Regions from separate parts of the Canis lupus genome. Here region 1 is linked to region 2. The links are chromatin contacts, called in public Hi-C maps. All regions are on one chromosome and are shown on one strand. Each heading gives the region's core, a stretch centred on a gene start, on an enhancer-like site or on the middle of the called end of the contact. The rest is flanking DNA. Distances are from core to core; before and after follow the strand shown. Region 1 holds the start of FAHD2A (fumarylacetoacetate hydrolase domain-containing protein 2A). Region 2 overlaps STARD7 (stAR-related lipid transfer protein 7, mitochondrial).

Region 1 (5,408 bases), core at 2,488-4,987, 150 kb after region 2:
ATATCCGCATAACAGTATATAGCTTTCCCCTTTTTTGATATGACTGTGTATACCTGCACAGTACAGATACACCCAATTACCTGATGAGGGACATGGAAGTAGTTTCCAATCTTTTGCGACTATGACAATATAGGAAACATACTTGTTACCAACACTGCGCTGTCAAAACATTTGTATTTTTACCAGTTTAATATGTAAAAATAATAACTAAAGTGGTTCTTATTTTATTGTTTATCAGATTCCATACAGCTCCTGGCTTGAGGGAAGTCCCTACCTAATCTAGCCCAAACCCAAGAACCACCTTTAAGAACATCTCTTTGCAGTCCTCTCTCCTCTAAGGAGCCAAGCGTTCAAAGACTCCCTCAAGCTTCCCAAGATGCCTCCTGGGAGCCCAGGTCCCAGACTCCTCAGGTAGACAGGAACTTAATCCCCTGGGGAAGGCAGTGTGACAAAGGAGAGTTCTGGCTCCACCACTGAACGTCTGGCCTTGAGATAGTTAATCACCATCCCTGGGCCTGAGGATGTCATACAAGATTTCTAAGGCTCTTCACTAAGAGAATAGGTGAGAAAGGAAAGGTAGGGTTACCTTCCTCACTTGCAAAAGAGTGGTTGTTTCCCAGGGCAGGAATAGGGGTGGGAAGGGGGAGGGGTAGCACGGCAGCCATTGTAGGGCTATGCTGCCTGCTGATTTACCTTCTTGCCACTGAGAGAGTAGCCTCTCCCTGCTCCAGGAACTCCATCATCGTCTTGGGCAGTGTGGGGTCAAAGGTGTTGAGATTGATGACCCCCCCGCCATTCCCTGACTCCAAGCCCAGGTGAGGTCCCAACAGGTGGGGTGCTTGGAACTGTACCAGTCTCATATTTCTGGAGGGTTGAAAGGGCCACTTCTGCGCCTGCAGCAGAGTTGTGAGCAACTTTCTACAGGAGACCAGCATCAGAACCTATGAAGAAAAACGTGGGTCCTAGGGGACAGAGGACACTGAAACCACCAGCAGGATCCATAGTTCTCTGAGCTGCAGCCCAAGCCCTTTGGCCTCATCAGCCATCCCTGCCTGACACAGCACACTCCTGGAAGTGGTCCACATTTATTAGTTGTTTCACCCTGTTACACTTTATAATGTGATTTTTTGCTCAATTCAATGTGTGGAATGAAACATTTCTAGAGGACTACTTCATGCCAGGCATTAATCTAGATGGCAGGGATTCCAGCATTCCTTCAACCAGTGCTTTCTGAAGGCTTACACTGTACCTGGCACCACCAAGGCACTGGGCAAACTAGAGATCAGACACCCTCGGCTCTGCCATCCTGCTTTCAGGAGAGACTGATGTGAACAACTGATGTCATAAGTAAGACCCAACAACTGGGACTGCTGCTGTGAAGATAAAGTATCCTGCCTTTGTCTAGTTTCTCCGAGGAAGTTGTGTTGTGCTGAGCTAAAATACGCAGGACTAGAAATTAGCTAAGAGTAGGGCCCTGCATGGACAAGTGACCACTGGTGAAACTGGCTTCACAGCTTTCATAGGCATGCGTACATGCATTTATCTATTATTTATCTATTTGAGATTTTATTTCAGAGAGAGAGAATGCATGTGTGCGCGGGCAGGGGGAGGAGCAGAGGGAGAGGAAGAAGTACAATCTCTGCTGAGCAGGGACCCCGATGCAGGGCTGATCCCAGGACCTTGAGATCATGACCTGAGCCAAAGGCAGACACTTAACCAACTGAGCCACCCAGGCACCCCCACTGGCATAAAAATGCCAGTTTGATCCTATAACCCCTCTACTGAAAATGCTTTCTACTGCTCACATTACCAAGTCCAAACCCCTACCAGGCTATCCTAGCCTTCTAGAAGCAGCCCACACCAACCTCTCCAGACAGTAATTATTTAGTTTCTCCTGCTGAAGTTCAGGCTACCTGAGGGAAGAGGCTGTAGGCAAAGAGCAGGACCTATAAGCCTGATAGGCATCACTGGGCTGTCTCCTCTCTGGGTTCTGGGACTACATCTGTCTCTTTCACTGCTGAGTCCACGGTGCCCAGCACTGTACCTGGCACACAGAAGGCCTTACACTACACTCTGCTGAATGAGCAAATGTGAGAAGTCTGCATTGACTTTTCACTACTTAGGAAAGCTTGGTGATTGTCAACATGGCTGTGTCTTCCCTTCTCAAATCACTTAGAAGGTATCAACAGGGCTCAGGTCCTGTTTTGAGTTATAGGCTTTACTCAAAGACAAACCCCATTCTCTTGTTTGTTTGTTTTTTTTTAAGATTTTATTTATTTATTCATGAGAGACACACAGAGAGGCAGAGACATAGGCAGAGGGAGAAGCAGGCTCCCTGCAGGGAGCCCGATACAGGACTTGATCCCAGGAGCCAAAGGCAGATACTCAACCACTGAGCCACCCAAGCGTCCCTCTTGTTTTTAAGTTTGTCCTTCATTCCAAACAGTCCCTGCCCTGCATGGTCTTGCTTTAAAAAGTAGCCCTTTATGCTCAGGCACGTGGAGGTAGTCCCAGATTCCTGGTCCTCACCTGATGGTTCAACTTGCCATGTTCAGTTAAAGACTCATTAGACCCAAGTCACTGATCTGACCACTGCAGTGGCCAAGGAGTTCAACCAGAAAACCAGGAGCTTTGAAATTTCCACCCTCCTGTCTTATACAACCATGCTGTCAAAAAAATCTGTTAAAACCAAAATGCATGCAGACGCTCCACACACTGATGAAATAGTTACTGCTCTCAATGAATGCCAGGTCTTATTTTAAGTGCTTTACCTACAATGCCTGATTAGATTCTCTTGACAATTGTGGAAGGTAGGTACTGTTAGCCCCACTTCAGATGAAAAAAACAGGCTTAGAAAGATGAAGGGATTTGTCCAAGTTCCCTAGGAGAGAAAAGACCCGGGACTTGAATCCAAGTGCAGGTGACACTGAAATTCTTGGCTTGGGCTAAAGTATTCAAGAGGTGGTGGGGGTTGGACCTCCAACACATCTAGAGGCCCATGGACACCTTGTCTGCTGTCAGCGGGGGAAAATGTGGTCACAGGCTGGCTGCTGCTTCAGGGATAAGGCTGGTCACCTGCTCTCCAAGATTACCCCAGGCCCCGCGGACTATGCCCTTCCCACATGACAGGTACGGTCAGGTTCTCATTCTGCCCGATAGCAATCCCCTCTGGTACAACGTCCCATTTTACAGAAGCAGGAATGAAGCTTAAAGAAATCATCTGCCAAAGTACTAATTAGAAAGTGGCTCTGGTGCTTTTGCGGTAATTACCACCGTGCAACAGAGCACGAGCCCAATTCAACTCTTAGAAAAGGGTCCTTAGGCAAAGAGGCAGAGATTCCAGGCAGAAACACACAAGCCTCGCAGTCTGAGACATGGGGCGGCACGTTCCACCACGTTTGCTCGGCCCCCTGCCCCAGTCCCCCAGCTCAGTCCCCGGCGCTCAGCGGGACCTCACGAGGGCCCACCCCGTCCCTGTAATCTATCTGCAGCGGCCCAGGATCCGGGGCCCGTGCCCACCGCAGCGGCAGACGGGGAGGGAGGCTGAGACCCGGCCCGGCCCACACCCGCAACCTACCTGGCCGCGGCGGCCGGTCTTGCCAAGCGCCCCGAGCTGTCGGGTTTGGGCTCACGGGGTTGGGGGCAAAGGTCAGCAGGCGCCTGCACACCTGCACGGCGACTGCGCCCAGCGGCTGCTCAGACACTTTCGCACGGGCGGGCGCTCCCTGGTGACGCCAGAGAGCAACAGCCAATAGCAGGGCGCCTCGCTCTGCCCCGGAAGCCAAGTCAGGGAGGGGGCGGGCCTCGCGCCTGAGGGCGGCCGGTCTCTCTGGGGTTTCCTCAGGCGTCTGGGCGGAGCTGGGGCAGGTGGGGCCAGCCTTTGCCTGAGGCAAAATTCCCGGACACTTGAGGCTCCCTGCACCTGCAGCGATCTGACAGCGAGTGCTTCCTGAAAATCTGCGGCCACCTGCGTTGGGTCCTGCTTCGGGCCACGCACCATTTAGATTGTTGGGAAAAGGTGGTGGAGGAGACCAAATTACGGCGTCCTGGTTCACAGCGACGAATATCTGTTTTCTGATTATATCACTGAAAAGAGGAAGAATGATTGCACCCATTCTGCATATGGGAAACCCGAGGCGGAAGTGCTTTGCTCCAGGTGGCACGAGGAGTGTGAGTAGTGGAACCAGCGATTTTGACCCCAAGTGCAACCTTTACTCCCATTTTCAAGCAGCCTTATCTTCACATACACTGTGTTGGGCCTAGGGCAGGAGAGTGGGAAGCATAACCTCCAGAATCAAAGAACAGGCATTCTAGTGCACGTGTTGTTTAATTAAACAGGCAGTTACAATCCAGTACGGTTGTGGGGCTCTGGCATAGGGAGACTTACAAAGGGATCTGGGCAAGATGCCCAAGACTTAACCATGGGCCAGATCATCCAGGGCTTTACTTGTCCCAAGAAAGGGAGTCTGAGCCTTATCTAAGTACACAGGAGACCTCACGGGGTGTGCCATGGTTGGATGTGCATTTGAGAACTTTTGCTCTGGCCACTCTTCTAAGGCAAAGTGTCCGGATAAGAGTGATGCAGGTGACAGCAATGGTGCAGGTGGGTGGCTTGGTGTGTGGCAAAGATGGTAAGAATCCAGAGATGTTTACAATGTACAACTGACAGCCCTCAATGATGATGACAAGAAGTAGGTGTGAAAGGGGGAGGAGGTCCAAGGCCAATTCCTAGGTCTCTGGCCAGGAAATGGTACTGCCATTCGTGGAGACTAGGGTTCTAGAGGGGCAGCAGATCTGGGGAGAGGATGGTGAACTCAGTTTTGGATGGGCTGTATTTAATGTGCCTGTAACACATTCAAGGGAGCACTGCAGGGTAGGCAGTTGGAGACACAGGTCTAGGAACTTAGGGTTCTAGTCTAGCTTGAAGGAAGAGGTCTGCATATGGATAGAAATGAGGGTAAATCTGATCAGGAAGACTGTGGTAGAGAGAGCCTGGCATAAACCCCAGTCAGGGGACCCATCATGTAAGGATCAGGGAGACAGGGCGACAGGGGAATACATAACTTAGGCAAAGGTTTAGGACCACACCTTCCAAATGCCAAGGAAAGGACTTCTGCTTCTGGACAAGAAAGACACAGGTGATGTCATTAAAGACCATCATCTAAAAGATAGTAAGAGGATACTATGAACAAATCTACATACATAAATTTGACAACCTCAACGAAATGGATCAGTTCCTTGAAATACAGCCCATCACAATTCACCCAAAATGAAAGAGATAATTTGGATAGCACTGTATCTATTAAGCAAATTGAATTTGCAACTTAAAACTCCTAAAAAAGAAACATCCGGTCCCAGACTGTTTCATTGGAGAATTCTACCAAATGTTTAAAGAATGCACACCAATT
Region 2 (5,709 bases), core at 3,028-5,527:
GACTCAGCTCATAGTTATATTCCTTGTTTTCTACTGTACTTTTGATTTTTAGATCCTGCTTTTTTTTTTTTTTTTTTTTAAGATTTTACTTATTTATTCATGAGAGATACAGAGAGAGGGGCAGAAGGAGAAGCAGGCTCCCTGTGGGGAATCTGATGTGGGACTTGATCCCAGGACCCCAGGATCACGCCCTGAGCCAAAGGCAGATGCTCAACCACTGAGCCACCCAGGCATCCCTAGATACCACTTTTTTTAAAAAAATTTTTTATTTATTTATGATAGTCACACAGAGAGAGAGAGAGAGAGAGGCAGAGACACAGGCAGAGGGAGGGTTGAAAGGCTCCATGCACCCGGAGCCTGACATGGGATTCGATCCCGGGTCTCCAGGATCGTGCCCTGGGCCAAAGGCAGGCGCCAAACCACTGCGCCACCCAGGGATCCCTAGATACCACTTTTTAAAATTTAATTTTGTTTTATTAGATTATGAAAAAAATTGTGCTTCCAAAATCAAATTTATAAGAACTATTCAGAGTCATTTTGTTTATTATATTCCTGTTCCTTCCATTCAGTTCCTTCCTTTTTCCAATGGATAATCATTGTTTTGGGTTTCCTTTTTTAAAATATAAGCAGTGGTGGGTGAGTGAGAACCTGACTCCCCAATCCAAGTGTTTTATGGGAAGAGTGAAGCCTTTTATGTGTATTAACTCGTTTAGTCTTACAGCCAACCTTCGGGTAGATACTGTTCCATTTCCACTGTACAGATTTTACCTCTCTCCTCTCTTTACTTCCATAGTATTCAGTCTGTCTCTGTTGTGGCATCCAGTCTATTAATTGAAAGCTCTGAGGGCAGGGACTAGCACATTTTTGTGTGCTCTACAGCACCTAGCACAGTGCCAGACATGAAGACATTTAGACATATATTGAATAAATGAATAAAAGATTAAACCATTCAGGGGGGAAAAAAAACCATTCGGGGGAAAAAAAAGATGGACTTTGGAGTAAAAGCATGGGAACTTAAAGTTGTAGTTCAACCATCTGGAGTTGTGACCTGTCTGCTTTAAAAAGGGCAGACATAAAAGTGGTTACCTCTTACCCCGTTGGGAGGAGCATAATTGGTTAAGATCTCTGTAAGGATCAGGGGCACCTGGAAATCTCTTGAATCCCCTGTCCTTCACCGTAATAGGCAATGAGAGGGCTGAGCCAAAGAATGAGTGCATAGGCCCTGCAGTCAGAATCCTGGGTTCATCTTGGCTGTCATTGAGTATGTAGGTGACCTTGGGCAAAGTTACTTAACTTTGTGCTCAGTTTCCTCCTCTGTAAAATGGAGTGGTAATACCTACATTAAAGGATTGTTGCAAGTTAGAAGCAGTTCCTGGCACACTGTTAAGTGCTCTATAAATGTTTGCAGTTACTAGTCATAGTAGTAGTAGAGTTATACCATTTTGATAAAGATTAAGACCTGTAAACATTTGGGAGTATGTGTTGGGAATTTCAAGACCACCCCACATTTGAAAATTCACTAGAAGGACTCCGGTCTCAGCATATAGTTATACTCATTACTAAGATGTATCATAGTCATGTAGTAAGGGTACACAGCAGCATCATGAGGGAAGAGACAGAGTCTGTAGGAATCCATGTGTAGGCTTCCTCTTGCTTACTCACTCTCCTGTAAGAGGTCACACAGAGCACATTCTCCTTCCAGCAGCAAAAATACAGCAACATGTATATGATGTTTCTGCCCAGAGAAGCTCATTGGAGGCTCTGTACCCAAGATTTTTTATTGGGGTTTGGTCACATAGGGATCCTCTCCATAGCACATACCAAAATTCTAGATGCGCCAGAAAGAAAGCAAGTATTTAGCATAAAGTGGATGTAGTGTTTGTACAAACAGACGACACAGGGAGCCTCTCTACCAGTTAACTGTCGACTGGGAATACTCTGGGAGCCAAATTCCCAAACACCACCTGAGGGTCAGCCTTGCAAGCTGGCCTTTCTACAGATAGCGACCTATGCAGTTTTCAGTATTAACTCTTGCACAGGGTAAAAAAATGGCACCAGAATGAGATCATGATTATTCTGTGGTACTGGATGTGGAAGCTCTGGTGAGTAATTCAAGTATCACTGTTTTTGCTGTTTTTCTTTTCCAGAATGGCTTTGACTACTTGTTGACATACAGTGACAATCCCCAGACTGTGTTTCCTCGCTACTGTGTTAGTTGGATGGTTTCCAGTGGTGAGTGGGTACTTGTATACAGGGCCTGGAACCTGGGTTGATCACTTTGTTTCTCTCTAGCTCTTAATGGCAAGCAAGAGGATTAGTGCTTGTCTCATGGGAACACTATTGGAGAAATTAAACATCCTTCAAAGTCTCTTGAATATTATGAAGATAGTGAAGCCTCCAACTGGGGTTTGGAGGGATGAAAATTGGGGAGTCCCAGAAAACATGTGTCTAGAAGGGAGTTTTAAGAAGAACATTTGCTAAATTCCTCAAACACAGACTGTGTACATTAATGCATTTAACATTTTTTCTTTTTTTAGATAGTGTTGGAGGCCATAAAATCTAGGGTAGAAAATGTGGTCGTTATAGGACAGTAATTGGGAAGAAGGGGCCACCACGTGTCTTGAGAAAGGCTACACATCACAGCTATAACTGCCATCTTTTCTTTCCAATTCCTTTCTTTAAAAAGCATCCTGACATGATTTTCTTCTGCTTTTCTATAGACAGCTTCTGATTCCTCAGGAGAATGGAGAGAAGATTAAGTGTTTCTCTTTGGTACTTACTTAAGTAAAATTGGCAAATAATAGGCTATGCTACTGATAACTGATTTTAATCACCTAAAAGCCTTTTGGGATTTATGTGGCTTGATTGGGACCCCTTTACAAAGGATCTCAGAGGTCATGGCTTCTTTTCACTCCCCAAACATTTTGGGAGGCAACTATCACTCAACAGGTTGACAATCAGGTTGTAATCTTTATAAGAAGGAATTGGTTCCCTGCCATGAAAGAAATAGGGCCTTCTAATTTTGAGCCTACTTTTGGTTTATATTTTAGCCTACCCAGATTTCCCTCTCTCCAACCAGGCATGCCAGATTTCCTGGAGAAACTGCACATGGCCACTTTGAAAGCCAAGAACATGGAGATCAAAGTAAAGGACTACATCTCGTCCAAGCCTCTGGAAACGAGTAGTGAAGCCAAGGCTACCACCCCGTCTTCTGAGCGGAAAAATGAGGGTAGTTGTGGCCCTGCCCGGATCGAGTATGCTTGAAGGGCTTTGGGATAAGAAGGGACAGGCTACTTCTAGCCCTGTCTTGGTCCCTTTTCTGCTACAGAATGGGAACACATATTAGAAGGTGTCTGCTGTAACCACCAGTGCAAGATAACTCAGTAACTGGTGTCCAATTTCATTCAGAGCCCTTGTTGCTCTTTATCAAAACAGAAGAAGGAGGCATCCATGGGGGCGTTGTCATATTCTCAGGCCAAGCATTTTGCGATTCAGTATTTCACTGAGCTAATCTGGAACAAGCCTCTCACCTCAGGCCAGAAGAAGACAACTTCTTTTTGCTTCCTCTGAGTAGTTTCCTCTGCCAACATTCCAGTTCCCACCATTGGTTCTGCAGCACTTGGGATTTCCTTCAGTTCTGAAGGTCCAACTGGAAAGTGCAGTTGGCCGGTTGAGTCTCCAGTGAGGGGTCATTGGGAATGCTCTTGGTAACTGTCCTAGTGTTGAATGGATGTGAACTGTTGCTTGGCAGTGTAAGTGCCTTGTCCTCACCCTGCTTCTGTCTTTAGGGACATCAAGTTTGTACCAAGAAATTTCTCTGTGTCTCCCAAATACCACCCCATTGACTCGTCCTACCCAAAGCAGTTTCCTTTGCATTGGCCAGTTCTGTATTCATGCACTATATTTGGATCATCGCCTCGCCTCCTTCCTTAGCTTATCCACCAAGAACACTGGGAAATGAGTCCTTTTAGGTGGTAGCTTTCGGTGTCATCAATGTTTTGATAGAGTTAGTGGCGATACTTAAAACATCACACTTTAGGGTTTTTTTTTTTAACCTTTGTGTCAAAAAGTAGGAATTGGAAGTGGAATAGGATTTCTCCATAGTCCCACTGTATAGAAAACACAGTTTTGATTCAGGCATTATTTTTCACACTTCAGATTTGACTGGATGCTGAAGACTTGTCCATCTTGGAAGGCTAAAGGCAGAGGAATGGGGGTTGGGCCACTCCCTTGGAGCTCTCAGAGCAGTAGACAAGTCGTGTGAACAGATAGATGTAATCTTGCCCTAAATACTAATATAATGGGGATGTGGTTTATGTGACCTCTTGTTCCTCTGCAAAGTTTTTCTTCCTCTTTTCAGAGTTAAAATGAAAGCAAACTATGCTGTTGGGATAAAGTCACAATCAGATGGTATCAGTTTGGCCTGGCTGATTTTGCTTTGGTTTTGCTGCAATCTGACAGGAGAATAGGGATCAAGTTTTAAATAACTCCCACCTCTTTTTTTCCCTAGAATGTAAATGGATGGATTCTTCCCTTTTTTCCCCACTTGCTACCCTTTTGTGTTGAAAGGGGGATCTAAACTTCAGACTAACTCAAACCCCTCAACATTTTTGTTGCCTGTTAAGTTTTGTGCCAAGGATATAACTGCCCCCATGTTTCGTGTCTTGCCTTCTCTCAGTGATTGGCAGAACAGAGACATATGCTGAGTAGTCCCAGCTTTTCATTGATCATTTCTCTCTTCTCATCCCCAGGACTTGACAGAAGCCAGGGAAAAGTTCCTGGGTTATGTCTGAACATACCTGTGATTGTTGGGGTATGGATGGGTGTGGGCAAGAGTGTATGAATGCACAGGCGTTAAGGAGCTGTGTATTGCTCATGTTCTGATTTTTGCAACTCGACTCTGTACTTGGAGTCGGTCTGTACAATTATTATGTCATTGTAATGATTTCACTTCTAACTGTGACATTTTTATCAAATGTGTGAATAAATATATAAAGATTGGTACAAAAGAGTGTTTGTCTTTGGACATATGGTGGGAAATCTTGTATATTGAGCTGCTTGTTTCTTCCTGATCGGAAAGTTGAAGAGTATTTCTACATAGGGCTGGCACATGAAAGTAGCAGGGTGTGGTCTTCCTTGGTAGGGGCTGACACACAACTAACCACCTTGCCTTGACCATGAACCCTTTCTAGGTGACCAGTTTGGCAACTGAAAGCAAACCATCTATTTCTACTTCCTTGTCTTGATCTACTAACCCATATCCTTTGCTTTTAAAGAAGGATCAACTTGAGGAAACCGTGTTTGAGCTTTGCTGACACTGAAACTTGGAGCAAGGAAAGAAGGAGAAGATTTGAGCATGCCAGGTCTAGTGTAGGAGGCAGACCAGGGCCCTGGCTGGAGAGGGAGGGTGGTGAGCTAAAACCCCACTTAGCTTGGTGGTAAGGCAGTTTTGCTAGAGTGTCAGTTTGTTGCAAGGCAATTGATATGTTAGAGACACTTTAGAGCATCACCTAAGTTTTGAGTTTATGTGTGATTCTGCCTGTGGGAAACAGTAGGTGAATACAAATGTACACCTGAACTGTTAAAACACTTTTCTCTAGATTGTTCTATAAGATGATCACTGGAAAGCCATCTCTACTTGTAGACTACTTGTTAGATGTGTGTTTATGGGTGCCCATGCATCTGTATAATCTTAAATTTGGGAACTTG

The links. A called contact is a pair of places that touch in the nucleus more often than the background predicts.
Region 1: a Hi-C map of blood shows a contact between it and region 2, with 2.5 times the contacts expected there. The contact joins the promoter of FAHD2A here to the enhancer-like site in region 2. A contact is called at or near these places in 2 of 9 Hi-C or Micro-C datasets (amygdala and blood).

What each region holds. Positions count from the first base shown.
Region 1 is chr17:34,878,627-34,884,034 of UU_Cfam_GSD_1.0, forward strand. FAHD2A (fumarylacetoacetate hydrolase domain-containing protein 2A) reads right to left here and starts at 3,738. Exons shown (of 8, transcript XM_038561396.1): 1 at 3,578-3,738; 2 at 694-962. The coding sequence starts at 935.
Region 2 is chr17:34,727,349-34,733,057 of UU_Cfam_GSD_1.0, forward strand. STARD7 (stAR-related lipid transfer protein 7, mitochondrial) reads left to right here. Exons shown (of 9, transcript XM_038561379.1): 7 at 2,148-2,232; 8 at 3,080-3,229. Among named protein-coding and RNA genes, the nearest start is that of STARD7, 20 kb to the left of the region's middle. Within about 2 kb of position 4,278, at least 2 of the 20 cell types and tissues checked have an H3K27ac peak or open chromatin away from gene starts, as enhancers often do. A contact at or near this core is called in blood, where this site is marked.